4 separate regions of the Mus musculus genome follow, and all the other regions are linked to region 4. The links are chromatin contacts, called in public HiChIP or PLAC-seq and promoter capture Hi-C maps. All regions are on one chromosome and are shown on one strand. The core of a region is the stretch at or near the end of the contact, and the rest is flanking DNA. Distances in the headings are between cores, read along the strand shown. Region 1 overlaps Grm5 (glutamate receptor, metabotropic 5). Region 2 holds the start of Ctsc (cathepsin C). Region 3 holds the start of Rab38 (RAB38, member RAS oncogene family). Region 4 holds the start of Grm5 (glutamate receptor, metabotropic 5).

Region 1 (6,857 bases), core at 2,059-4,558, 550 kb after region 4:
AAGTGCTCATAATTGGACTCCATTTCTCTGGTGTCATCTATATCTAGTCATAGTGCCTTGTTAATCTCTCTCTCTCTCTCTCTCTCTCTCTCTCTCTCTCTCTCTCTCTCTCTCTGTGTGTGTGTGTGTGTGTGTGTGTGTGTGTGTGTGTGCGTGTGTGCGTGTGTGCGTGTGTGCGTGTGTGTGCGTGTGTGTGTGTGTGTATGTATGTCTCTGTCTCTGTCTGTCTGCCTCTCTCTCTCTGTGTATGTGAGTGTGTGTCCCTCCCTTCCCCTTATCCTTCTCCCGCTCTTTCTTTCTCTTTCTACTTAGGATGTTTTCCTTACACATTTATGAAAACATTTATGCATTATCTCACTGCACAACTATGTATGAAATAGAAGACCCAGTGTTTACATAGAAGTTATATCTGTCACAATACATTGGAGGACAGGCAAAGAGAAGGGGGTAAGAAGAGGGAGAGAGGGACAGAGACAGAAGAAAGAAAGAAAATGTCAGAGATACTTTAAAAAGCAGATGTTTGCAAAACTTTCCTACTAGAAAGCATCCTTGGGGTAAAACTTGTAAGAGCTGGTCCAGTTATGGTCTGGTTTCTCACCCATGCTCTGTATTGAAAGGGGTGCAGTGACCTGAAAGTCTAATTAGCCCTTGCCAGATGCCTGTTTCTTAGGCTGCTGGTAACAGAAAGTGGAACTAGTTGGCAACTATCCTCTCAATCAAATCCCATAAATAACCTGGACAAATCTGTGCTGTGCTGTGCTGCGCTGCGCTGCGCTGCGCTGGGCTGCAGACGTTAGTGGACACTTGGAAGAGAAGTGTAATGCATTATAAACTCCTAGAGAGGTTAATGCAACATGGGAACATCAGTGCTGAAACTGTTAGAAGGAGAGAGAACATCAGGTACTACCCTTCTGCTACTATCTACAGATGTACAGCTATCTGCAAATTTGGAAATGACTCATCCATTCTCCCAGACAAGTGTTGTATTGTGGGGGAGGGGGGGGTCACTTCACACTCTGAATTCTGGAGAATACTAGGTTGCAAGATGCTGATATGATTACACCGAACTCAAGGTCACAGGAGGGAGCAGAGAAAGGAAAGCTGTAAAGTGCAAAGGCATGATAGAGTAGCATTAAGCAGAATGAGAAAGAGCCAAGAAGAGTACTGGTAAGGAAGCTGTGGAAAGGATGGTCTGTTGTCAGGAAAGTTTCTTAGCAAGCAGGAAACCTCAGAATGGGTGGATTTAGGCCTCTGCCTGACACTCAGCTGTGCCCTCCAACAAGCACTCCAGTGGAGTAAATGAAACCAAAAACCAAGAACTACTTCTCACCAGAAGTTCTCAGATTGTGAAACACATGCTGCAGAGTCACTTTAAGGGGAAAGGACAAAAATAATTTTCTTATTAAAAATACATTGACACTTTCAGCCCCAATCCAGAATACTGGAATCTCCCGAGGGCCCATGTGGCACGTGGGATACATTCCTTGAATGAATCTTATAAACAGTTAACTTCAGTTTACTCAAACTACGTTTAATAACCACTGCTTGAGAGAGAAGTTTTCATTCTTTAATGTCTTGTTTATACTGGGTAGAACAATACTGGCTGGACCAGAGGTAGCAGGCACCCTCTCATCTTCAATTTATCTTCAAAAAAGATCCCTCTATGAGCTATCCCTGAAAGACATGTATTATCCTCTGACCACCATAATGTGTCTGACAGGAGCATCTATGTTCTGATGGCTATGTAACAGCCATTTTGGCATGAAGAAGGATGCAGATTCTGAAGTTGAACCATAATGTACATCCTCATTAGCGTAGCCTTCAGAGCACAGGGGCTGCCTGGGAAAAGAAAGCATGAAGAAGGCCTTCAGAACTTCTGTCACCAAGGCAACACTTATCAAGACCCAAATTTTAGATTGCTGTACTAGGCATTCAAGGCCATACACAACAATTTCTCTGGTGGAATTATTATTCAAGTTGCAGCCTAAAAATCAAAGTTATAAGAACTCCTGTGGTGTAGAAATTTTTAATTAATTAGAGATGTGTGTGTATGTGTTCATTAAATTCATATTTTCCAGCAGATAAGTCAGACTAAATAAAACCATGTTTCAAAATCAGGAGTTCACACAGCAATCAATCCCTAAGTACATATGCCCACCTGCAGAATAAAAGCTGAGTTGGAGCTACTGCCCACTACCTGGTAATCTCGATTCTTCCACCTCTTCCTCCCTCTTATAACTGCTGGTGAGTTGAGGTCTTGGTTTAATTAATGTTCCCATCTGGAGGCTGCTAAACCTAAGAAGCCTGTGGCTCTGTGCCATGCTTTTCTATACACATCGTGATGGTACCAACCTCCACATTTGCATTTGCAGCACAAAGCATATCTGTGCTCATGGTGAGGTCTAAATGCCTGCAGAATACTGACAAGCAGCCCTATGTCCGAATACTTGATCCCCTTGCTGTAATAGCACAAATGATCCCTCTTTCCTGATGGGTCATTCCTTCCAGGACTACAGAATGACCTTCCTGCTCAAATCCCCATCACCTCCCACCATTGGGGAAGCTACATGGAAGGCTGCTAAGGCACATGCTGAGTCACCTCTCCACTCTTTTCTCTCCACAGCTCCAATGGAAAATCCGTGACTTGGGCCCAGAATGAGAAGAGCACCCGGGGGCAGCACCTGTGGCAGCGACTGTCTGTCCATATCAACAAGAAGGAGAACCCCAACCAGACAGCAGTCATCAAACCCTTCCCCAAGAGCACAGAGAGCCGCGGGCAGGGTGCAGGGGCAGGTGGTGGCTCTGGCCCCGGTGCAGCTGGTGCTGGTAGCGCAGGATGCACAGCGACAGGCGGCCCAGAGCCACCAGACGCCGGCCCCAAGGCGCTTTATGATGTCGCAGAGGCAGAGGAGCGCTTCCCAGCGGCTGCCAGGCCGCGCTCGCCATCGCCCATCAGTACGCTGAGCCACCTGGCAGGCTCGGCGGGCCGCACAGACGACGACGCGCCGTCGCTGCACTCGGAGACCGCTGCACGCAGCAGCTCATCCCAGGGCTCGCTCATGGAGCAGATTAGCAGCGTGGTGACGCGCTTCACCGCCAACATCACCGAGCTCAACTCCATGATGTTGTCCACCGCGGCTGCGCCGGGGCCCCCTGGTACCCCTATCTGCTCTTCCTACCTGATCCCCAAAGAGATCCAGCTGCCCACGACCATGACGACCTTCGCAGAGATCCAGCCTCTGCCGGCCATCGAGGTGACCGGAGGAGCTCAGCCGGCGACAGGGCCATCACCTGCCCAAGAGACGCCCGCAGGAGCTGAAGCCGCCCCAGGAAAACCGGATCTGGAGGAGCTGGTGGCCCTCACTCCACCATCGCCCTTCAGGGACTCGGTGGACTCGGGGAGCACCACCCCAAACTCTCCAGTCTCCGAATCGGCCCTCTGCATCCCATCCTCTCCCAAATATGACACTCTCATCATCAGAGATTACACGCAGAGTTCTTCATCGTTGTGAGCCACTGGAAACATCCCTGGGATAGGCCTGAACAGCAGACCTCGGTGTTCACAGATGGGCGCAGTGACACCCATAGTCACCCCAACAGAGAACCTGAGGTGAAAAATGCCAAGGGCACACACGGTGGAGACATGAGATCAATAGTGCTAATTCATGACAGCCGATGACAACACCAACTACACATCTTCTGGCAGATTATCTTCTAGTGGCCTTAGAAAACATGGGCTTTTAAGAAACACTGCTTCTATTTTTTTGGAGTGCTGACCAGGAGTGGATTAAGCAGTTACAATACCAAGTGCTTTGCTCCGAGGCAGCAACAGTGTGAAGCAACATCCCGAACAGTAAAAAGTGGAGTTAATAAGCAACTGTGGACAGTCTTGTTTGTTTACTTCATTTTCCCAGAAGAGTCTTTGATTCACCAAACATTGAATGTACATTTTCTAACTAACTCAAAAAAATCTGGGACCAAAAAGTCAACCTTTCTGTTTTGTTTTTTTTTTCCTTTTTTCTTTTTTCTTTCCTTCCCTGGTCCCTCCATTCAGTAGACCTTGAGAAGCTAGTAGTAACTAGGGCCGGCCCAGTATTTACTGAGCTTGTGAGTCTCCTGAGTAACACAAACGGGTAGTGAGTGTTGTGTTAATGAACAAAGAGTTTCTAGCAGAGACTTTCCAAACAGGCTGTGAGATACTCTTCCAAAAGCCTGCATCCTGGATTCCATTAACCAAGAAAACCAGTGCAAGATTTCTGGACTCTTTCACCATGTTGCCAATCAATACTGGAGTAGCAAAAAACAAAAACAAAAACAAACAAAAAAACAAAACAAAAAACAAAAAATATTTTCTGGAACACTGTTTTTTAATTCCCTCACTGGGGTGCATTGTGTAGCTGGAAATTCTCTTTGTAATAATAATTTGTGAGCTATAGCCTGGCTCTCTTTCATGATACACAGGCACTCCTCCTTATAAATACCCTTCCGTTAGTGTTGCAAGCTCAAATAGTAAGATACGCAATGAGCTTCCTTGTTTCTTTATTTGAGAACCTGATATACAAAGAGATCCTCTGTTGTTGGTGGCTGTTTTGCCCCCAGTCCCACCTATGGAAGAGTGGTCCATTGACCTGATGAAGATATTACAATTGGAGGGACTGATGTGGAAATTAATAAGAGTAACAGAATCTCAATACAGGAAAGTCAGCATAGCAGGTGTTTTTGCTATGCCCATAAGTAGTGATTTTATCTTTTCTTGGCTGCTTACATGGGGCAGCTATGAACTATGACAAATGTAGATTTTTTTTTCAAAGCAATACAGAGTACTAAAGCAGAGGAACCTTAATATCAACCACTATCTTTCTCAGCCATTCCAGAAAAAAAAAAGGCAAAGCAATTACTATTCCTTTACTTTTTAAAATAGTAATTAGTGTGGTTTTGTGCACTTCATACTGTCACTTTTTAAATACTGCAGAAAAGAGTTACAATAACATACAGGATTTGGTGGGCTCATATAGGTAGAAACTGTAACTCAAGACCTGAATCTATGGTCATCTTTTTATTAGTCACATTGCAGCTATCCTCAGGTACCAAATGTTTTTGATTTTTAAATAAAGATAGTAATAAAAGAAGGAGGTATTCTATAAATTTAAAGTTCAGTTGGCCCAGCCTTATATTAAAGATAGCCTTATGAGAAAGATTTGCCATGAAACAGAAGTATATTTTTGGCAGAGAGAAATTTAAATAGAACTTTAAAATTCTTATTTCAATATCCTTGATATCATTCTCTCTTTTTTATTGTTGTTTTACATGGTTTTTTTTATAGATGTTTGGGTTTATTTTTTGTTTGTTTGCTTGGTTTTTGCTTGTTTGTTTACCATCTGATTTAAACAAATTGAAAGAGTAAGTTTATACTTTGGCATAATCTGTCATTCTCCAGTTTTAAATATTTAAGGTTATAATAACTATTGACATTGCTTTTCTGATACCTGTCCTTATTTGACATTTTAAATCAAATCTTCCACATTAGCACATTAAAAGCTAACAACAACTCACAAACATATTATCTTAAAGTGAATCAAGCTTCCTAAATAAGATACGAAAATAACATTGAGAGCAATATAATCCCAAATAGTAATAAGATTCTTGAAACAGAAAAGAAATCTAGCTAACTTGCATAGCTTCATTAAAAGAAAATGCCTGCCTCTACCTGAAAACCCAAGTAAACATTCTGAAATGTCAATGTCCCTTGGTATCCACCAAAAAGGTGGCATTTGCCTGGGGTTAGTGTCTGATTTCTTAAAAATTAATATCTTTCTGGATATGCTCTGCTTTCCTAATTATAAATTTAGTTTTATTGACCTTGGTTTTCTGTTTTCTTTTCATGTGCATTTTATTTCTTTGACAGTTCTCACAAACAAATCCTTTTGCTATGATTTCCATATTTTTGTTAAAAAATTACCACCTGATGAGGAATTCCACTAGAAATTCAAGTTTAATGCAATTCCCATCTGTATTTCCCTTGTGATATCATAGTCAACCATAATAAAAATGTATTCAATTAGAGGAATAAAATTATTTTTCCTGTATGTTATCATAACATTTTCAATCCCATTGACTATATTGTATAGTGCACATACCAGTAATACATATTTGGAATCTTTTAATTTGGAATGATGCTAACTCTCTCTTTGCCAGTTCTAATACCAGGTTCCAAGTAATAACTATAATATAAAGAGAACTGAACATTTAATTTAGGGCTAGGATACAAACTTCCCGATTTATTTGGGTACCTATTCTTACTGAGTTTCCTTGATAACAATCTGTTCCTGATACCCAGTGATAAACAGTTGGAATATGCATAACTAAAAAGAAGAGTGAGAATTTTAAAGACCAGTAAAATGGTCTAAAAGGAGAATTTGATTCTGGGAAGGAAGAAAAGACCTGGTTTGATTAAGTTTATCAACTCAAAGGTCTGCTCACCTTCCTGTTGAAGAATCAAGTCAGTCTGAGAGGCTGTGTTTGGCTGGGGCTAGACATCGGGAACAGGAGGGGAATTTAGAAAAGAAACTCATGAGAAAATTAACAGACACAAAGGAGAAAGACAAAGCAAATCTCCAAATGTGCTAATCTTTGAACGTAATAATTTTTTTTCAAACGACTGATATACCAGCAAGTGATCAGAAAGACTCGGAGCTATTTATGACTGTAAATGCATTGTATAATGGCTCTGCTGCAGTCTGTGACTTCCAAACCAGGAATTAAACACTCTTTTTAAGAAAAAAAAAGAAAAAAAGAAAAAAAAATCCTGTGCTAGTCTCCCAGCAAAATGTACATGGTCTGGAGACTTCAAAGTTATT
Region 2 (7,740 bases), core at 4,918-7,417, 690 kb after region 4:
TTTATAGCTGCCAGCAGTGAACCCACGAAAAAAAAAAACACTTACTTTTCTAAGCTTCTGTTTCCTTATCTATCAACAGAAGCAGTAAATTCTGAGAGATTACCCTCAGATTGACCTAAAAGGTGGCTATATTATATACAACTAAATCTATTAAAATATCAAGAATATTTCTTTAAAATGTCTTATGCTCAGGATTCCATCAAATTCAAGGATAATCATATATTTCTTGTACATTATTTGAATAAAACTAGAGTATTCCCATACTTCATAGTAAAAAATGAGGCTATCAATCCAGAACTAACAGGGAGTGTACTTTCTGTGATCTTCCATTCTTAGATACATGCTGTGGTCTTATAACCACTTGCTGCTTCAGCATCTCTGCTGTCTTCTGAGCAAGGACACACAATTTTGAGATAGCTTCCTTCACAGGATGTCAGGTAGAAAGTTATTATAGCTAAGCTATTTTCACAGTACGTTATTCATGTGTTTATGGGAGTTACATGAAATCAACACTGCTGCTGGTCATATAAAAACAAGATTATGAACCACATGGTGATGCTATTTAACAGTGATAGTAAACAACTCTCTTTTTTGGTTTTTAAGATGAAGTCTGAGTTGTAACTCAGAGTAGCTATGATCTCTTGATCTTTTAGTCTCAGCCTCTCAAGTAATGGCATTCTAGTTCTGGGATACTATAGTCAACACACTGCATTCCAAGACAGTTCTTCTTTAAAAAGGGAGGATTACTGTAACATAGTATAGTATATCAATCATGTTAATAGTGTAACAGCTTTGTCAAATTTGAATCTACCATGGTTTTTCATTGTAGCAAAATACCATACAGAGTCATTGGTCTAGATCAGAGGTTTTTAGCCTGTGGGTCATGAACCTTTTGGGGTTCAATGACCTTTTCATAAAGGCTACACATTATGTATCCCGCATATCATATATCTGCATTATAATTCATAATAGTAATAAAATGCAAAACAATAGCAAAAATAACTTTATGGTTGGGGGGTCACCACAACATGAGGAATTTTAAAAAGTCAAAGTGCTAGGAAGATTGAAAATATCTGGCTAGGTAAACAAGGCTTTTATGATTATACTCCATGATGTTTGCCAACAACTCGACGGCGCTCATCTCAGGATACATCACTACTGTGAAGAGACACACTACTGGCTTTGAAAAAAGTATGTCATCTAGCACCTTCATTTTACTGTTATTGATAGGAGGATACTGCAAAGATTTGAAAACTACAGAGCTTCTCTCAGCACTTGGGTGGGGCTTAGCTGTAGGGAATGGTGGGGCAGGTGTGTCTAGGTGTCTGGAAACTCCAATACTGCCCTGAGCCAGTGTTTTTTCAGGTTCTTCTTTCAATAATCTGAAGAACAAACTTCATGGACCATAGGGGATGGGGTTTAGAGAGAAGTTTGTTAGAGATTTATAGGTAGGAGAGAAGAAAACGGAGATGGAGAAGTGTGGTTCCTAGGACATAGAGTACCATGGAACTGCTAGTTTACTGAGGCTTAAAGGGCTTATGACAGAAACAGAAGTGAGACATGAGAAGGGAGTTTAACTGGTCAGGCCCATTGGCACAACCAGGTGTACAGGGGCTTTTTGTAAGTTTCAGTCAGCAGTCACGTAGTCATGTAATTAAGTGCAGCCTTTAGGCATAAGTGCTCACTGTGAAGATGAAGACACAAAAACCAGAAGTCTCTTCTGGCCTCTACCAAAGACATTCTCAGAGTTGATGCTTGGGGTTTGTCTAGTTCTATTTCATGTTATTGCCGTTATTGTTAAATAAATAGTTATTTTCTTAAAAACAGCAACAAGAGCAAAAACAATTGCCAATCATAGTAGAATGAGCATTATCTTGGAGTTTTCATGAAACTGAACATGGCAGCACTCCTTTGATTCTAGATCTTGGGAAGCAGAGGCAGGCAGATGTCTATGAGTAGCAGGTCATCCTGGTTTACATAGTGAGTATGAGTTCGAGGCCACCCAAGACTACATAGTGAGATCTTATCAAAAGAAAGAAGGGGCTGGGGGAAGCAAAGGCACCCTGAGCTATGAGAAGAGTTTGGGAAATAATGCAACAATACAATTAATGGACCAGGCAGCATTACAAAGATAGCCTTCACTAACTGCAGGTTCAGATCAGGTTCATAACTTTCTCCTTCTGCCTTCCTTTCTTTCATCCATTTCATGGAGGAAATGAATGGAAAGATATTGGCTGAACTTTGTGATAAATCTTGACTTACAAAATTAATACAGTCCTATGGTGGAAAAGCACGATGTGTGGAAGAAAAGTCAATCATTATCATTAGAAGGAAACACACAAATGCAGCAGGATGAGGAGTTTTGAAGAGGTGTGTAGCAATAAGGATAGAAACAAAGTACCAAACCCAGACAGGGCATTATAACACTCTAACAAACTGTTGTCTCTTTTTATCTTGTTGAGGATAATTTTGAACCGGTCTCCCCAGCATGACCTGCACAGTGGCCACACACAGTCAGTCCATTTCTTTTTACAAGTACCTACTGTGGTTGTGCTCACTTCAAGACTCCAGAATCCATCTTAGATTCTTATTCAGGCCCGTCACTGAAAGTACAGCTCCCACGTCAGAAATTGACCATTTCTGCCCAAGTCGCACTTCTGTATGGGCTGTCCTGGAACCCAAATTCCTTGCTGGACTGACTCTGATTACCTCCAACTTCTCCTTATGTGCACCTCTCATCCCCAATTCTAAGCCGTACCTTCTTTGCTGCCTTGTCTTGATTCTGTCTATACATATTCCCTTCTCACTTTTACTTTTCTAGACATTAATCTCAAGAAAGTTGTTTAAGCCTCAGATTTACTAAGAATAAGATCGAATTTCAAAATAGCTACTGAGTAGAATTATACCATACCTATTATATAGGAAGGCTTGTGTTTATTGCCTTGGTGCTATTTATTAAATAGGATGGTATATTGCCTTAATAAAATTTAATACACTGACTAAAAAGCAATTATTATTCTTATCATCAATGCCAGAACTATTTGTAACAACAAATCCCACATGCAGAGTTGATATGTCCCATGTTCTCTCTGCCTCTAAGTTCTTTTATTTTGATGTGAATTCAAGTATGGTGCTTTTCACATTTATTCACAAGGCAGACTGTGGAATCATGATGCCAAATATCATTATATCATTCATTCTTTTAACAAATATGTGGCGAATTAGTTGTATGTTAGGAATTATTTTGGAAACTAGGGTTTAGAGATCTAATGACAGGGGAAAGATGTCCAATAGATATTTATACAGTGTGATGGTTTGTATATGCTCAACCGAGGGAGTGGCACTATTAGAAGATGTGGCCTTGTTGGAGTAGGTGTGTTACCGTGTGTGGGCTTTTAGACCCTCATCTTAGCTGTCTGGGGGTTAATATTCTGATAGCAGCCTTCGGATGAAGATGTAGAACTCTCAGCTTCTCCTGCCCCATACTTGCCTGGATGCTGCCATGGTCCCACCTTGGTGATAATGGACTAAACCTCTGAACCTGTAAGCCATCCCCAATTAAATGTTGTTCTTATAAAAGTTGCCTTGGTCATGGTGTCTGTTCATAGCAGTAAAACCCTAACTAAGGTATATAGTGACAGTCTTAGTAGATACCTCACTGGGTAAAAGTCCTTGCCACCAAGCCTAAATATGTAAGTTTGAACCTGGGACTCATTCGGTAGAAGGCTGGAATTTACTCCATACTATGTGTATCTCCTACATATACAAAATCAATATATAAGTGCAATGAAAAAAAAGCTTAAGAGAGAAGAAAAATGGTTCTAAAACCATAAATATACACAGTGGCAAATGTGTGTGATACCTGAAGTTATCTGTTATTGACTCACTTAGTCACTGTAAAACCAGCTGAGATATAATTACATACACCTTATAAATTAAAGAAAAAGGGGGAAGGAGGAGAAAGAAGAGGAAGAAGAAGAGGAGAAATAAAAGAAGAAGAAGAAGGAGGGGGAGGAGGAGAAGGAGAAGAAGGAGAAGAAGGAGGAGGAAGAGAAGAAGAAGAAGGAGGAGGAGAAGAAGGAGAAGGAGAAGGAGAAGGAGAAGGAGAAGGAGAAGGAGAAGAAGAAGAAGAAGAAGAAGAAGAAGAAGAAGAAGAAGAAGAAGAAGAAGAAGAAGAAGAAGAAGAAGAAGAAGAAAGGCAAAAGACAGTAACAGATCTACAGATTGTGCCACAGCCAGACTTCAAGTCTGAGAAAGTTCCTGAAGATGCTCCCTAAACTTCAAATTGATTTTGTATCATCTAAAAGACTGTTAAAAAATACACTGCTGAAAAGAAATGCTGGAATTTACTTCAACATTCTCTGGTTTGGCAGAGGTATAAGGTAAAACTCAGAAACTTGCATAACTTAGTTTATAAACTGGCACTGGAATTACACTTCCTGAGCCACACTATACAGTACCATCTCGGAGGCCCAAGGACAAGTGTGTATTGCTTAGAAACTCATATTATCTTATATCACTCAACATATACTAAACTTTGGGGCGTGCAACTTGCACATGTTTCTTGCTGATTCTCCCTAACTGGCAATGACATTTGACAAGTGATTCAACTCTCTAAATCTCCATTTCCTAATATCAGGATGCATTCATTAATCCAAAGTGACCCACAATCTTTGCCATTGACTTTAGAAAGGCTGCTTTAATTTCTTTTTAACAAGTAAGTGTTCTACTTTGATTATGTCCATCAAAGGAATTCCCAGATCCCACGTTTAGCTCTAAGATATGGATCATTTAGTAAAATGTTTCAACAACGACAAACTGTAGAAATTTAGGAAAGTGATGCTATCTGTAATGGGGCCTTTAAAAGAAAATGCTAGCTTAATTATACAATGTCAATTCTTAATCCTATAAAGGCTTTTGAGATCTAGAAGGTGTCAGCTCCTCCCCATTTAGCTCTTGTAGCCTAGTTTCATATGAAAGAACACTCTAGCCCCTTAGTTATCAAGAAGGACCCCTATCAAAGTGTGCCTTCAGGCTTAGAAGCCTGAGTGTTTTTAAAGCAGAATTCAGAGACAGAAGTGGTTTGTTCTTCAACCACATTGCTTCCTCGGACTGCATGTACTCAGTGGAAAAAAAAAAAAAAAAGTCTGCACATAAATATCTGTGATCTGTGGGATGGGGTTTAAAAAGAAACAAAGTGCACAAGCCTACTAGGTCAAAGAGGCTCATCAAGTCTGCCTGGTTCATCTCTGTATTCTCAGATTAGCTCAGAATGATCATGATCCCAGCCAACAACAGCCAGGCAACTCAAAACAGCTCTCACAAGAGCAGGATGCTTCGCTAAAGATTACTACTTAACAATTGCAGGCAAGAAGACTGACAGAGGAGGCAAGGTTCAACTATGCTCCCTTCAGCTCGCCCTTGGGAAAGCCTGACACAGGAGCTCAGAAGACCACTTCATCCTGAGCAAGCTACTTCCTCTTTCTCTAATTCTTGCTTTCATTCTGAAAACAGAAGGGCTTGAGCAATGTGATCACAATGTGATCACCCCAGTCACCCGCAACCCCCACCCCATTCAACTTAATCCTAATAAAGTTCCAGGGAGGGAAAACAAAACAGATTCACCCAACCTGTAAAGGTTCACTACAATTGAAATCTTCGGGTAAACAGGCAGACCGGAAACCAAAGAAAACCCTGAAGATAAAAAGCTAGATTTGGTAAATGGAACAGAAATTCTCAAGACTATCTTAGGTTAGCTAGTAAAGTTTTTCCACGGAGTCAGAAATGCAGGAAAGTGCACCAAAAACAAGAGAAAGAGAATTAGCCTCAGTAGACTTTAAGACTCTTGTCAACCCTGTATTGCACAGGGTAGATTCTATTTTAATCACACTGGCATTACAAAACACCGCTACAGAGTTCTCAGCTTTGGCGTTCCTTGAAAGGCAGAGGTCCCCAAAGGCCACTTTCCTTCTTCCTCCTAGTGGTGCCTGTCCCCACCCTACACTGTCACTAACTAACTTCCTCAGGCCACCTCGTGCTGCCTCACCTAGTCACACCCTGTCCCTCCCTACATCTCAGTCACTCCACGCCCCCGTCCTCACAGCCTCGCCGCTCCTCCCCCACCTCATTCTGTTCTCACCACCCTGTAACCCCGCCCCGCGGACCCTGGGTTTCCGGGCTCTTGGGTATTTTAAGGCGGGAGCCACTAGGGTCGCCTGACTGCCATCGAGTGGTGTTCCAGTTGAACTTGCTTTCTCTGCCATCTGCTCCGCGGGCGCCGTCAGCATGGGTCCCTGGACCCACTCCTTGCGCGCCGTCCTGCTGCTGGTGCTTTTGGGAGTCTGCACCGTGCGCTCCGACACTCCTGCCAACTGCACCTACCCTGATCTGCTGGGCACCTGGGTGTTCCAGGTGGGCCCTAGAAGTTCCCGAAGCGACATTAACTGCTCGGTGATGGGTAAGCGGCTTCCCAGGGTCCCGAGTTGTCCTTTTCTGTCCCTGAGTCCTTGCCTTGGGGCCGGCGTTTCTGGGTGACTGGAGAGTTAAGAGCTGACGAACGGCCCCTTGGGGGATCAGAGCCAGGGCCGCTAAGTTGAATTTGAGCTGCTGAGAACTTCTAACTTTACACTTATTTTCCTGATTATCTCACAACTCATGTTCAAGGAAACGCGCCCCTGGTTTTTTACTTGTTTTATTTGCTTTGATTTCTTAGAAGCGAGTGGAGAACTGCTTTCTTGACCCTTCACTCAGGTCTGACAGGTTCTTGTTTTTAAAATTCAGAGTCTTGACTGCTGAGCTCAGACTCTAGGAGTTAGCCTTTTTTTTTTTTTCTTTTTTTTTTTTTTTCTTTTTTTTTTCTTTTTCTTTCTAATGGGGGCGCTCCTTCTTTCCCTGTGAGGTAGTGGGAAGAGACCACTTCAAACTGGGCCTGTTTTATCTGCTACTTTCCTTGACATTTCTGGACGCCTTGTTTAAGGAATTTCGAGAGATATACAAAAGCTTTTTCCTGTCTCTTTTGTCACATTTTACAGTAGTGTTTGGATATGACGGAAGCAAACGCAATGCCTAACACTTGGCTCTCAGTGAGTATGTAGTAAATGAAGACTGGGGCATTCCACGTGCCTCGGATATAGGAAAACAGTAGTACAGATAAGAAGAGTGACACTTATGGTCTCCCCAGTCAGAGTTGCACAGAGAAACTCAACTCTGAACTGTAGTTTTCTTGTGAGTAGAATAAATGCTGTCATATATCCCACCTCCCCTGCCTCCAACAAGGAGTCATTTACTAAATTCCAGGTGACTGGGTTTAGCTTAATCCTGGGTGGTGTCTACAATTGTTTCTTTTCTAAATTTGAGCATGGAGATGAGGCAGAAGGGAGAGAAAAGGTTTGCATCGCCTTATCATATGAAGTCTCTGATAAGTTATTCCTTCACGGTAAAATGAGCTAATTCAAGCCAGATCAGGGACCTATCTACCTATCTGTCTGTCTATCTATCTATCTATCTATCTATCTATCTATATCTCAGGTTTATTTGGAAACTGCTTTTGGCAGGGGAGGCAAGATCACAGATCAGGGAAACAGCCTTGGGAAGGGAGACAGAGGAGAAGGGGAAGAGATTGAAAGTTCCCATGGAGAGAAGGTCTGAAGATAGAAAGGACAAGAGGCCGGGCAGTGGTGGCACACACCTTTAATCCCAGCACTTGGGAGGCAGAGGCAGGCGGATTTCTGAGTTCAAAGC
Region 3 (7,349 bases), core at 3,007-5,506, 850 kb after region 4:
AGAGCAAAGCCCTGCTGCAGCCTTAACTTGGCAGCTTTATTTGTGGAAATTGTGCTTTAGGAAAATTTCAGATGTCACTGTTAAATGCAGGTGTCATTTGAGATCTCTAACTCTGTTTTTGCCCCAGGAAGGAATAGGCTTGAAGAGAGCTTTGGCTCATTCCTTATATTTGGTGTGATTATTAGTAATGTCCCTTTCTGTTCTCAAGAGGCCCAGTTTTGGATAATAAATTCTATGGTCATTTCTTCAAAGGTTTTTCTTTTTTCTTTCTTTTTGTGGGGGGGGGGGCAAAAAGCCCATTTTTTTTTTTAACCTTTAGCCCATCTTCTTGATGATATCTTCCTTATATTACTCTAAGAAAAATTAGCTTACCTTTCCTGCAACAAAGCCTTTGGGACTGACTCTGTCTTGCAGTTCTTTAAGTATTTCTTTGATGCAATAATTAAGAGCTCACAGAAGCTAACCACTAACTCCCTGTGGTTCTTTTAATGGCAAAAGCAAATAAAGTAACTTTTCAGAGGCTCATCTAATTTGGCAACCCCAGAGAGAAGCGAAAGGAATTGGCCTTTCAAGTTTATATTTGCAAAGCAATTTCCAATCATTTTAATTAGTTTCTCCACTTAATAAATGAAAGCTTTTGTCTCCACCCTGGAAAGCAAGTGAATGGAGACAGGGATAACTGCCTCATGTGCTTTCTGGGATATTGTGAAGGCCTTGAACTGGGAGAACTTTGCAGGTTCACACCTTTATGACTTGTGTCATCTGCCTTTCTGTTGCTGGGGAAAGGGTGTCTTGTGATTTGGTAATAGGAGCATAGGGAGAGCCTGAAAACAGTGCCAGAGATGTTTGTACAGCCATTGGGAAAAACCGGTTTCCCTGATGCAAATATGGATGGATACTGAGAAGGTTCCATTACAAGTTCAGGGACCTAGTTAGGTCTCACTGGGCTGCTAATCATTGCTTACTATGCTTCTTAAGTCTAAAGGGTTTAAAAAAGAAGCTCACAGTAACTTCTTCCCACTGTGAGGAATTATCATAAGACTGCAATGAATATCTCTGGAAACAAATTGTACATAATTCCAGCCTAGTCAGAGGGCCTGCTAACTCTGATCAGGTACTGTCCCTAAGAGGGTCATCTACTGCTTCAGAGAGGTCACAAGACAGACATGTTAGGGCTCCTTATGTGGCTCTAGACCTACATTTTAAGTTTTAATTTTGTGTTATCTTGCTTAAAGAACCCCTCCCCCCATTTTATAAACATTAACCCCAGAAACCCTGAGTCTTATCGTGCCATATATTTGGATGTCTGATGTCCCAATAAGAGGAGAGACCAAATTAAAGTCAAGATGATATAGGTGGTATAAGGCTTGGGAAACAGGCTGGGGCCTGCAAAAATGTTGTGAAACCTATAGTAGTGAGGGATGGGCCACTCTGGATCTCAAATTCTCCCTATCTGCTGGTTTCTTCCATCAGCTTTTTGGCCACAAGGTTTTTTCTTATTTATAGGAGTGTGGATTTGGATCTGAAGAAGGGTCTGATTTTGTTGATGCTAAAAAGGTGTAAGTGCTTCTAGTTCCTGAGGGCTCTTCCTGGAAAATGAAGATACTGAATTCGTCACAACTGTGAGCAGACAGAATGTTTCTCTTTTCTGTTAGATATAATCTGCCCAGTGCGTATGTGGATGACACTTGCCTGATACTAAGCACTTCAACAAAATCAGAAGATAGTGGTTCAGCGGTTCTATACATCCCCCTTAGTGTTCCATTTTGAGCAAAGCTTCTGAATTATCCCACAAGAAGAAACAGCTATTTTGATGAAGTTTTAAACTTGCTTGTCATTTCCCATTAAGAACTGTCATTTAGTTAAATCTAATACACACACACACACACACACACACACACACACACATTATTACTTTCTTTTTGTTCTGGAAACTAAAATTCAAGGTGTTATACATGTGTGACCACCCAGGAAAGAATTCTTCTGCTTATTAGATGCTGGTAGAGGCTGAAAGTGAAGGTATGTAATTTCAGAGGAGCAGAGGAGAAAGACTTTGGCCATCACAGACTTTTTGCTCACTCTTTTATACAGTTTAAATCTCATCTCTTATATCATCTCACTACATGGAATCTTGGAATCACAGTTTTCAATCTTGCTTTCTTCCTTCATAATTACACAGAATACCTCACTTCATAAAGGGATACAATGATGAAATAACACTGCATGGACCGAGTGTTATTTCTTCTCTGAGCACCCCAGATAAAGGTAGAATACTGATCCCAAAGACCTGGTCCTTCTTCCCTCACAGCCTTAAGTTCCTCAGGGAATACTCACCTGCCCAGTGAGTCTTTCTCTGCCCCCTCCCCTAAATAAACACTTAACCACACATAGGCTTTCCATATTCCCTTTCCTACTTTACAGGTGCATTTATCTAGCCGTGGCTCTCTGATTATTTGTTTATTCCCACAAGCACACGGGTATCTGCAAAGGGCAGATACCTATGAACAAATGGTTAAGTGAATGAATAAGATGCCCCTCAACAGAGGAATGGATACACAAAATGTGGTACATTTACACAATGGACTACTACTCAGCTATTAAAAAGAATGAATTTATGAAATTCCTAGGCAAATGGATGGACCTGGAGGGCATCATCCTGAGTGAGGTAACCCAATCACAAAGGAACTAGTACAATATGTACTCACTGATAAGTGGATATTAGCCCAGAAACTTAGGATACACAAGATATAAGATACAATTTGCTAAACGCATGAAACTCAAGAAGAACGAAGACCAAAGTGTGGACACTTTGCCCCTTCCTAGAAATGGGAACAAAACACCCATGGAAGGAGTTACAGAGACAAAATTTGGAGCTGTGACGAAAGGATGGACCATCTAGTGATTGCCATATCCAGGGATCCATCCCATAATCAACTTCCAAACGCTGACACCATTGCATACACTAGCAAGATTTTGCTATAAGGACCCAGATATGGCTGTCTCTTGTGAAACTATGCAGGGGCCTAGCAAACGCAGAAGTGGATGTTCACAGTCAGCTATTGGATGGGTCACACGGCCCCCAATGGAGGAGCTAGAGAAAGTACCCAAGGAGCTAAAGAGAACTGAAACCCTATATGTGGAACAACAATATGAACTAACCAGAACCCTGGAGCTCTTGTCTCTAGCTGCATATGTATCAAAAGATGGCCTAGTCAGCCATCACTGGAAAGAGAGGCCCTTTGGACTTGCAAACTTTATATGCCCCAGTACAGGGGAACGCCAGGGCCAAAAAGCGGGAGTGGGTGGGTAGGGGATTGGGGGGGGGGGTATGGGGGACTTTTGGGATAGCAGTGGAAATGTAAACGAGGAAAATACCTAATAAAAAAAAAACCACAATCAATCAATCAATCAATAATAAAAATAAAACCATGGCTTCCCTCCCCCCCCCAAAAAAAAAAAAGAAAAAGAAAAAGAAAAAGAAAGAAAGAAAGAAAGAAAGAAAGGAAGAAAGAAAGAAAGAAGGCGTTGAAACCGAAGAAGACCTGGATTTGAAATAGGCGTTTTCTTTACATTTCTAAAGTGGGACTCCTCACTTGTAAAAGGAAAAATAATGATACTTTTAAGACTTCCAGGATGACTAAATGGTGTGTATGAGAAGATTTATAAACATCTGCCGCTACTTACAATGATAAGACCACTTGTGTGTTGTTCAGCTTGGAGAATTTAGGATAGGAGTGGAGGCTGAAAGAAAAGTAAGCCCTTAGCATTTCCTCTCAGGTGGCCTCTACTTTAGGTCATTAACAGTTGAATAGGCGCTAAGAGATAGCATTACCACTTTATAGAAGCCCAGGCAAAAGGAGATTAAAGGGTTTGCCTAAATTCTTTCAACTCTAAGGGCCAGAGAAGACCTAAGTCTACTGCTTTGCTGTTTCTCAAGGTCTCCCCAACTTTACAACACTGTGTGGGTGGCAACAGGGCTTAATAGCCTCAGAAGACCTGGGTATTTTTCGACACTCAGTTCTCTCCCCGGCAGAACGTGGAAAACAAAATCCACATAAGTTTGTGTCATGGACGGGAGGCGAGAGAAAAATCTCTGTGAAAGGAGTAAAGCACTGTGCAAATACCAGCTTGACAGGCAGTAGCACTGGGGTCCCGGGTCCTTTAGCTTCCAGTCCCAGGAGTTGCTCTTGTCTCCTCCCACTCTGGAGTCCGCAGAGTAGGAAGGAGGATTAAACCCGGGGGAGGAGTTCCGCACCAGCTCCCTATCCTGCGCCAGCACGCCTAGCCTAAGCGCCCACATAGAGCTCCGGTCTCCGTCGGTGCCCAGCCCCGGCTGTGCTTCCCAGAGCAAGCTCCAGGCTCCGCAAGACCCGCGGGCCTCCAGGATGCAGACACCTCACAAGGAGCACCTGTACAAGCTGCTGGTGATCGGCGACCTGGGTGTGGGCAAGACCAGCATTATCAAGCGCTATGTGCACCAAAACTTCTCCTCGCACTACCGGGCCACCATTGGTGTGGACTTCGCGCTGAAGGTGCTCCACTGGGACCCAGAGACGGTGGTGCGCTTGCAGCTCTGGGACATTGCTGGTGAGCGATCAGAGCAGCGCGCAACGGGTGAGGGTGGAGTGAGCCAGTGAGGAGTTCGGGGGTGAAGGTTCGGGGAGTGGAAAATGACTTTTCAGTCGGTTCCAGTCCCGGGACCCTTGAGTGCAATCAAGCAGGAGATCCGGATCGCCTGGGCGCTCCACTCTTGGAAAGTTTGGCTTAATGGCTTGGAAACCTGATTTCAAAGAAATGGAAGTGTTTTCTTTTCTTTCTTTCCTTTTTTTTTTTTTTTTTTTTCTTTTGCTGTTGTTTCTGTTGGAGTCGTCCCCACTCTACCTGTAACTTCTAGATAACTTCGCTGGCTCTCACTGGCTGTGAGAAAGCGAACCACTTTCTCCTGGGATTCTTGGGTGCAGAGAAGGCTGTCGCCTGGACTCACAAGGAGATTGTAGTCGCATTCTTGTTTCATTCTAGTCCTTTTCTGGACACAGGTAGCCGCGACTTGGCCCAGAGTATCTCACGTGGCTTTCATCCTTCGTGTTTAGAGGGGAAGCCCCTAGGAAATTTAAGAAGGAGCAGGATTATCTTAGGAATTTAGTTTCTTTCAAATCTCACTACTATCATCTCCTTGCTTATTGGCCTCTTCAGTCAGAAAAATTTGAGATGCTAAATTTGTATACATCTAGAACGAACTATCTCTTCTCACTCCACTCCCCTCTTCCCCATCTCTCTTCCGTCTCCCTCCATCCTTGGCTATCTCTTCTTCACTTTCCATTTCAAACAGGAGACTGTGTATGTTTTTTAGGAAAACATTAAAAAAAAAACCACAAAAACAAAAACAAAACGGAGACAGGGTCCCGTCATGTAACTCTGCTAACCTATATCAAGCTGACCTTGACCTCATAGAGACCCACTTGCCTCTGCCTCCCTAGAGGCAAGGGTCGGGGTTATGGTGATGTTAATGTCGTTTGCTTTAAGATTCCTTGATTTGATCTTGGTGTATTTTTTGAGAAATCTAAAGTATGAAATCAGAGTTTGACTAACAGCTTCTACCAGCTCCTAGCCACAATAAAGACTGAGGCAGGCTATAGTTAGTGCTCAATACTGGGTCCTACCTGGCTGCTTGTAACCTGGGCATGCCTAGCATTCTAGATGCTAACTCACCAAAGCAGTAGCATTTTAAGCTGCAAATGGCTAGGCAGCGACAGCTCAAGAATCTTCTTGCTTTGGAGTTTTAAACTCCAATGAGATTTTCCATGATCCCTTTCAAATAACCCTACTTAATCTCTCTTCATAGCCCACAGTACCAAGAAGCCTTTGATAAGCTCTGGATTGAAAAGAAGCAGTTCTTTTTCAAAAGATGTGCTCATTTGAACTAGTGCATTTCCCTGGAAACACTTTGCCAGGACTTGAGATGGGCACTAAGAAGGAAAATTCCTCAAAGGACATGTACAGTCTTGAGATGCATTCGCTTCTGTAGCCATGAGCTTGCTGGTCTTGAGATAAGGTTAGTTGGTGTAGCTAGGTTCATGGTTTGGAGTCTTTGGCAGTTCTAGAGAAGCATGAGCTATTAGAGACTTGGAGATTGCATCAAGTAGAGCCTTTTGAGCTTTTCACTGTGTACCTGGGCCCTCTGTCGCTGCACGTTTTAGTGTCTGAAATGTCTTTCAGCTGTAGCAGTTTTCTCGGGACCCCAGTTTAAAATAGCTTACTGTTTAAAAGATGTAGCTGTAGCTAGCATTATTGAACTAGCATAATTATAGTCTAAATAGCATTATGTCTTCAGCCTTGTTATATGTTGGTGAGTTTTAGTTTCCTCTTCTAAACGGGAAGAACAGAAAGATGTAATGATTCTGAGCTTCCAGAGTGAGACACCTCTAGAGAGAAATACCTTCTTCTGAAGACTACCGTGTGATTACAGATAAATTCTGATATCTTTGTTTAGCTTTTGATATCTATAAACAGGGAGTGTATTTTATCTCTCCAAATGAGAGAAGAATAAACAATAATGCAAGGTAAAGGCAATAGTGCTACACTCTAGGAGTTACCACTCTTTGTACATTTATTTATAAATACTAAGCAAGAGGAACATGCCATACATACACTGACTAAGTCCTAACAAGTGGCAGTTCTTATATCACACATTTATCTTGCCCTCAAATGCCAGTCCAGCATCAGTTTAGTCTCATGCATTTGGCAGCATAAGGCAGTTTGAGTTCCACACTTGCTCTCAGAAGCAATTTAACTCCCACACTTGGGAATCCTTTCCTAAGCCACAGTTTCAGACCAAAGTTTTGGTGAAGGCTATAATCACAGAAGTCTGCACAAGTAGGGAGTCTGAAGGATCTGAGCTCCATTCAGCAGTCAGAGCGGCATCCAACCCCAAGGTAATGCTCAGCTCACTTTGATAACTTCAAGCTCAAAGGCCCTGAACTGCTGAGTTGGAGGTTGAAAGATGTTTGGGTAAAAGCAAGGTAATTGGCGGATAGGATGGTTGTAACGTAATTGTTTCAAGTTGTATTAGAGACCTCTGGGTTCTAAGGGGATATGAAATCCAACCTCCACTCTCCACTGAGATTCAAGTTAGGTTAAGTATGCCTTTGAGTACCCTCAAGTCACAGCATGCCACTCTCCTTTTCTTAACTCTAATATGTATCTATAAAGAACGGGTAGTAGTCAACTGAGTTTTGAGAATGTTCAAATTCTTTTTCTTTTTACTTAAAAAGTAAAGCATAGTTTTATGTGTATGGGTGTTTTGCCTGCATGTATGTCTATACACCATCTATGTGCAGTGCCCATGTAGG
Region 4 (6,976 bases), core at 485-2,984:
TTAATATTATTTAGGTACTTTGCATGTAATCTACAAATTCTGTTTTAAGTTGGACTAAACATGGACAATATGGCCATATATGCCCTTTATGAGCCACTTCCTTTGAGGAAACAAAGATTCTCTAAGTTCTTCAGTCATTTTTTCACAAAAGGACCTAAATCAAAACTGGAATCAACCTAGTACAGAAAATTTCATGTTGGACAAACGGACATTTTAAACTCTAGAAAAAGAGAGGAGAATAAATTCACATATTGTACTTCAAGTATCTAAAAATGTCTTTAGACATGGAAAAATGAAAATGAATACCTTTAAGAAGATCTACTTTTTAACTTTTAAAATAACACAAGGTATTAGACATCATTAATCAGTTTTCAAACAAAGTGTGTTTTAGCAGATTCCCACCCTCTTCTTTTTTGCTTACTTCCCACTCCCTCTGATACTCTACCCCCTTTCTTCATTTTCATAGCAAATGTGCCCTTTGATCTCTTCTTCCTTTAGTACCCCTTTTCCCTTCTTTTGGTTTCCTTTCTAGTAATTTTGTGGGGGTGATGCTGATTGTATTTTAAAGATCAGTCCACATTTACAGATATTTTCACATGCACACATTACAAGCTAGGATCTGCACATGAGAAAGACCACACTGGCTTTGTCTTCCTGGGTTTAGACCACCTAACTTAATGCTATACACTTGAGGCTGATCATTTTTTTCCCTGTAAACTTCATAATTTCAGTTTTCTTTCCAGCTGAATAAAAGTTTTATATGTATATATAACATCGTTGCCCATTCATCTGTTGGTGGACCTGGAGTCTGGTTCTAATGTGTTGCTGTAAATGGGCTATAATACACACATATGGGCAAATGTCTTTTAATGCTTGACATAGTGTTTTAAATGGATACTTCCCTTCTTCCGTTCCTTACTATTATATCACCGAAGTAATCAAAGAAACACTACCTTGTTGTCAAGGACCCACTGACAAACATTAGTAGTTATTAATAACTGGTGTCCTTGACTTCAGTGTTGTGCATGTTTTAATCATTAATTCAGCTACTGAAAGTACCTGGCTCCTTTAATTTGCTCAGGCAATAATAATATTACCCAATTATTCTTTTGTTTAAATTAAGCCATGCAAGTAATTTATAGGGATCCCTTTTATTCTTTTTCTTTCAGATATAATGTGAAGGTAACCTTAGCATTTTTGATGTCCATAGACAGTACTAGGGGTATCAAAGAAAAGGATGCCAAGCAATTGGAAGAAGTAAAACATTTAAGTCCCACAGGGAAAGACTTTTAATGGATGTAGGAAGAAACATTTTTAAGAAGTGCAGACAAATGCAAAATGACATTATTAATGACTCAAGACCATTAAATACATTGGTCTTTCTAATCACTCGGGCTTCTGAACCGTACTTGCAGTTCTCTGAATCTCATTCTCTCTCTCTCTCTCTCTCTCTCTCTCTCTCTCTCTCTCTCTCTCTCTGTGTGTGTGTGTGTGTGTGTGTGTAAGTACAGTCTGTGTCACTCTCTCTCTCTTCTCTCTGTGTCTCTCAGTCTTGTGTTTGTCTCTCTGTTTCTTCCTACTCCTCTCTCTGTCTTCCAGCAATAATACCCCTTCTCCCAATAACTGTCAGGAGTTTCGTACTATCTTCAGAGAGAAGCTGATTATCTACCTGCTCTCCAGCTTCTCTCTGAGTGACATGCCACCCACGCCTCCCAGCACAGCTCCTGCTTCTCCATCTCTGGGTGGGAATGAGGTAGTGAGGAAGTCCAAGACTGCCCTGGCCTGAACCCTGAGACCAAGAGGCTCTAGGAGCAGTGTTCACTCACTGATCCAAGGCTAGCCAGCCGCCCCCAATTGCACTCTGCAAGAGTAGGAGCCAACCCAGCGTTGCGCTTCCAGCTGCGTCTGCCCGGGCGCAGCACGTGCTCCAGGCGCTGGCGCGAGAGAGCGAGCGCCACCACCGCGGGCCCGCAGCCGTTCTGCTGGCTGCCACTACAGCTTAGATCGCAGCCACTAGCGCTTCTGCAGCAGCCAAGGCCGCTACGAAAGCGCAGGGAGCTTGAAAGGAGCGGCTGTCCAGAGGAGCAAGGCTCAGGGAGCGCACCTGGTAAGCATAGCGCTGTTTTTCTTTCTCTCAGCTGTGGAGTTACCAGGGATGTAGGATGCCGCCGGAGCCCCTCCCCCAGTGCAGGGATGGAGAGTGAGCGAGCAAGGGGCGGGTGCTTGGACTAAAGGGACCCAGAAGGGCAGGTGGTGGGCAGGTGGACGACAGGTGAAGCCAGGGATACTAGAAGGTCCTGCAAGTTTAAGAAAGTCACCCCGCAAGGACATGTGCTCTATAAATTAGACATGAATTTAGAGTCAGGAGCCTGGGCTAATGTGGTATGGCTAAATGGGAGGTTTTTGAATATCTTTTTGTTTTCATTCACCTAACTGAAGGATTTCAGTGGGGTTGTTTCCACAGAAAATAGCTAAAATAATCAGTGGCAGAAAAAAATAAATAAAACCAATAAAGCCCCCCCCCCTTCTGTCTCATGCTGGTACATGTGCAATGATAAAGCATGCACTTAGCGAGGGAGGAGAATTTTAGATCTCTGAGGATATTAGATGTTTGGGCTGTAGTAAGCACACTTGCTGATGCTGCACCCCAAAAATGAGACAGGGAAGAAGATTATGGATGGTTTTAAATACTGTATTACAATTCTAAAATGACATTTGAATGACTATAACACCAGGACCAAGAGATTCTCTGGAATCATTAACCCATTTATGAGATGTATCAGCACGTCTGGACCCTTAAAGCTAAGATTATATATTTCTAGCAGTGAAAGGAAGATTTTTTTTAACCTTAAATTTTCTGACAGAACTTTCATAAAGGATGATAATGAAGAACATGGAGATCAAGAGGAAAGAGAGGGGAGTTGAACAGACTCCATGAGCTATGTGTGGTAGTATAGCAAGGAGAGTTGGGTCTGTCAGATTTGGTACCAATGTTCATTCAGTCACACCCTGAGAAGCCCTTAGGCCATTGTCTAGGAAAATATGTGACCTTGAACAAGACTACCAAGCATTGTACACTTATTCTCTCCATCAGGAAAGTGGAAAGCATACTGCATTTTAGGACACTGAAGTCTCACAAAATAGTGTGTGTTTGTATAAGCTTGAAGAATTGTACAGGGAAAGAGGGAAGGGAGATATCCGGAAATACAGGCAAATAGATTGTAAAGATGTTCTCTCTCCAAGTATTTTAACAGCTGTAACGTTCACAGTGCCATTGGATAATGCATGCTGGTTCTATGAAAGGTCTATGGGAAAGGTTGAGTCCAGCCAAACATTCAGGCCCATGCAAAGATTATGGAGTTTTGACAGTTGTTTGGAAAATTTCAAATGCACAAAACTTAAAGTTACATTTTGCTTATTTGCTTGTTTGTTTATTTTATTGTCTAGCGAAGTAGCATTTGAAAAACATATTTTGGTGATAGGTTGTGAAGTTTTGGGGTTTGTTTGTTTGCTTTTATTTAACTTAAGCTTTGAGAAGTTACCTGGGCTTGATTATGGTAAAGAAAATCACATCCTAGTTTCAAGGTTTGTCACTGTGTGGCAAATGAGGATTTTGGAATGAGACAGGAATGTTCTGTAATATGAGTAGAAGGCTTAGGGAGGGAAGAGAAAAGCGATATTTCTCTTAGAGCATGCATGTCTATAGCCCAGTGGGCAGCAGGCAGCTGGCACATACCATGTTGATTCCTCTTCTACTTGACTGGAGAAGTCATCTCTAGCCCTTTTCTGTCAATGCATATTCATTTATAGAATTTGGAGATTTGCATTGCAGATGCTGAGATGGTATGCATTCATAAACTCATCTCCCTGGGTGTCTTCAGCTCCCCCCATCCTGAATGTCTGGCCATGAAACTAGTGTACCCATCCTGATCTGCCCAGGAGTCTGTGTTCCTAAAGGAACTCACTGTGCCACTTGGTGGCACCAAAAAGTTGCGCAGAGAAGTCTCTTCTCTATAAATACTAACTACCACCCCTCCCTCCTCCGCTCTCTCCCCTTCTCCCCTTCCCCCTGTCTCCATAGAGGGGAAGATTGCTGTACATGCCGCCCTCAGCTCCGCTGTTCTGAGCACTCCGAGCACAGGGGATGAGCTTGGGATCATCTTGGGGTTGGGGAAAAGCCCAAGAAAGGAAAAGCTGGCTCAACCCCATTGATTTCTGCTGCCCAACTTTACTCCGGGGGGCTAGCTAAACAGCATCTCACTGCCTGCTGCGTGGCCAACAGGGGGTAAGCTTGCTATGTCTGTGTGCCCAGGTATCTATCCCCAGACCTGTCAAGGATTTAGAAGCTTTAAGCATGCTGATAAGCTCACAGTGTGGTTTGGAGGAGGGGACTTAGATGAATCCGGGGTGGCCAGAGCAGAAGAGGTTCACATCTGCTTCTTTTACAGAAGACCATTATTAATTAAACCTGTTGGTGGAAAAGGCGCGAGCAAGAGGGTAAAGCAGGGGGAGGTATGCAAGGTCTAAGATAGGGATTATGCACGCCTTTGGATCCCCGTGTCTGAGCTCTGAGGAAAGGAGAACATGGTTTAGAATGCAGACTGGCTTACCCAGTCCTTTGGAGAACTCAAAACTGAGAAAGCAAAGGTAGAGAAGGGAAGGAAGGAGAATCACTTCTGGGTAATAGATTGGTTTCTCCTCTGCCTGGGGCGGGGTGGGGTGGGGGTACAGCGTTTGGTGCTGAAAGCACAGCTTGGGATTTATTGTTTCTATCTCAATGTCCTTTGAACGCCCCCAACCCCTAGCGCAACTTCGTGCGCTTTCTTTTTCCTTGGATATAGCTTTCCCTTCCTTCCAGACACAAAGCTACCCAGGGGCAGCAGATCAGAGCGCAGAAGAGGGATCCCAGGCTACAGGGACTTGGAGACAAGGAACCAGGAAAGTTCTACCAAGCAAACTCTAGTTGATGTTTACAGTAGCCTAATCTATTTTGGGACATTTCAGCAGGAAGTAATGGTTGACCTGGGTGATTACCCACCTAGTTGTAGGATGTATGGCTGTTCGTATTTCTCTTTAGAGTGCATGGTGTGGGAAAAGTGACTTTGAGAAAGTGATAACAGATTCTTGTTTTTATTTAGTCAGAATCCTGGAACTGTTTCACCTGAATTAGCTTGGGTATCCAAACAAGTAGGTAGTGCTATGCATCAATTTATTTCTTCATAAGAAATTGGTATTCACAAATGGAAAGGTGGACTCACCTTTCTTTCTTCCTTTCAATATCCAACTTTATATTTTATTGTTTAAATTGCTTAAGAAGTGAACTAGTGATCTCCTGTATTTCTAGTTCTGGTAGCAAATTGGTGCCTATAACAACAGTCTAGTGAGAATGCTTAGCACTAAGGGCACCCCTTCATCCAGCAAAGATTTATTCTGAGTTATTTGACACCTTATTATGAGTTTCAGAGGATATAGGTGTGCTATTTTTTTCTTGTTGTGAGTGCTTTGTGCTCTTCTCTTATGGAGTGGAGGGAATTTCCTCCATTAATTTCTCTGTTAATTCTGTGTAATACATATTAAATTGTCAGTTAGTAATCTTTTTGTCATTTGTGGAACTTTCCATTTTGAAGGATTGTTGGTTTAGAAATAGAAAACTTTGCTTGCCAAACTCACTAGGTTAATGACTTGCATTCTACCAAGTCTGCATCCTTCTCCTGGAAACTTCTTCAGCACCTTGGACAGGTACTCATACTATTCCCTAGGCTTCACTGGACACTTACTGAGCAACAAACCACCACTTAGATAAAAGACTTTTCCTCGTCCTTTACACTTTATGATTAAATGTAAAATTCATGTATTTCAACTGCATCTTCTAGAGCTCCATGATGTTCCATAGCAGTGTTTTACCTGTGGGTTTTATGCCCAAAAAGGACAGAGGAAATCCAAAGAACAAAAAAGAAAAAAGAAAATGAAAATTTAATGTCTATTTATTATAGGCACTCTGAGGTTATTTGGATAAGAATGATATTTGAACACCCCATGTACTTGCTTAAATCTTAACCTGTTATCAAATGTATACACAGACCTTTACCATTGTACACATCATAGCCATTCAGACTGATATCCAGGGAACACTGAAAAATTCAGTAATAGATATTTATCCACGTAAAGAATATCTATGATTTGAGAATACTTGGGTAAGGAGACACCATTTTCTTTCTTTTTTCTGAACTGTTATTTTGTCATGTTTCCTACTAAATTAATTGGCTTCACTAAAAATGTTTACATTTGTGAGTAAATAACTTTCATGATTCTTATTTTATTCAAAATGCATTGAGAATTTTTCAAGGAATGTTGCTATATTGACTTTTTGAAGAATGTTGGGACTATTTATGCATTTAGAAATGGTAAATTAAAACTGAGGATGGCGATGTATAACTTAAATCTCAGCACTTGAAAGGTTGAGGCAGGAAACACAAAAGTTCACAGTAATCCTTAGTTATGTAGGAAGTTAAATGAGGCCCTGTAACAAAAAGATGAAGAAAAATTAAATGATAGAAGAAGATGAACACTAATCAGAAAAAATGAGATTGAATAAATTGTAAATATGTACATAATTGTATTACTTGAGTAAAATATGTATGCATGTTTTATTCAAGGTTTGCTACATTCATGGAATGAAGAGGCATATTTCTTTATACATTTTTGCTATTGGATATATGGACACATATATGGACTTAGACATTTGTGTATGTACCATTTTCTTCACACTATTTAAATACATCCAGCTGAATCTAACTTTGTGAAAAAATGATGATTCTTTTGATATATGTTTTTGAGAACATGACAGTGTATTACATAGAAGTGTCCTTGATTTGGAATTATTTGTTTGGAAATATTAATTCTGATGCTAAGGCATCTCTTTATGTCCTTTCTTGTTGTGTACGTAGAAGACACACAAGAAGGGAACATCCAAAGA

What was found. Promoter capture Hi-C pulls out the DNA fragments that hold promoters and counts their contacts. HiChIP or PLAC-seq counts read pairs in DNA pulled down with a chosen protein or histone mark.
Region 1: an H3K4me3 HiChIP or PLAC-seq map of forebrain shows a contact between it and region 4, with 5 times the contacts expected there. The contact joins the enhancer-like site here to the promoter of Grm5 in region 4. A contact is called at or near these places in 6 of 484 Hi-C or Micro-C datasets (brain, cerebral cortex, cortical neurons and 1 more) and 2 of 115 datasets of contacts at active chromatin or transcription factors (forebrain and neural progenitor cells).
Region 2: a promoter capture Hi-C map of hippocampal neurons shows a contact between it and region 4, with 8 times the contacts expected there. The contact joins the promoter of Ctsc here to the promoter of Grm5 in region 4. A contact is called at or near these places in 2 of 39 promoter capture datasets (hippocampal neurons and neural stem cells) and 2 of 115 datasets of contacts at active chromatin or transcription factors (astrocytes and large pre-B cells).
Region 3: a promoter capture Hi-C map of hippocampal neurons shows a contact between it and region 4, with 6 times the contacts expected there. The contact joins the promoter of Rab38 here to the promoter of Grm5 in region 4. A contact is called at or near these places in 2 of 39 promoter capture datasets (hippocampal neurons and pre-B cells) and 1 of 115 datasets of contacts at active chromatin or transcription factors (embryonic forebrain).

What each region holds. Positions count from the first base shown.
Region 1 is chr7:88,127,358-88,134,214 of GRCm38.p6, forward strand. It overlaps Grm5 (glutamate receptor, metabotropic 5), which reads left to right. Exons shown (of 11, transcript NM_001143834.1): 11 at 2,624-6,857. The coding sequence ends at 3,512. Among named protein-coding and RNA genes, the nearest start is that of Gm24249, 44 kb to the left of the region's middle. Within about 2 kb of position 3,309, at least 71 of the 459 cell types and tissues checked have an H3K27ac peak or open chromatin away from gene starts, as enhancers often do. A contact at or near this core is called in brain, cerebral cortex, cortical neurons and 1 more, where this site is marked.
Region 2 is chr7:88,271,918-88,279,657 of GRCm38.p6, forward strand. Ctsc (cathepsin C) reads left to right here and starts at 6,168. Exons shown (of 7, transcript NM_009982.5): 1 at 6,168-6,457. The coding sequence starts at 6,286.
Region 3 is chr7:88,426,017-88,433,365 of GRCm38.p6, forward strand. It overlaps Rab38 (RAB38, member RAS oncogene family), which reads left to right and starts at 4,257. Exons shown (of 3, transcript NM_028238.7): 1 at 4,257-4,587. The coding sequence starts at 4,386.
Region 4 is chr7:87,582,434-87,589,409 of GRCm38.p6, forward strand. It overlaps Grm5 (glutamate receptor, metabotropic 5), which reads left to right and starts at 1,735. Exons shown (of 11, transcript NM_001143834.1): 1 at 1,735-2,107.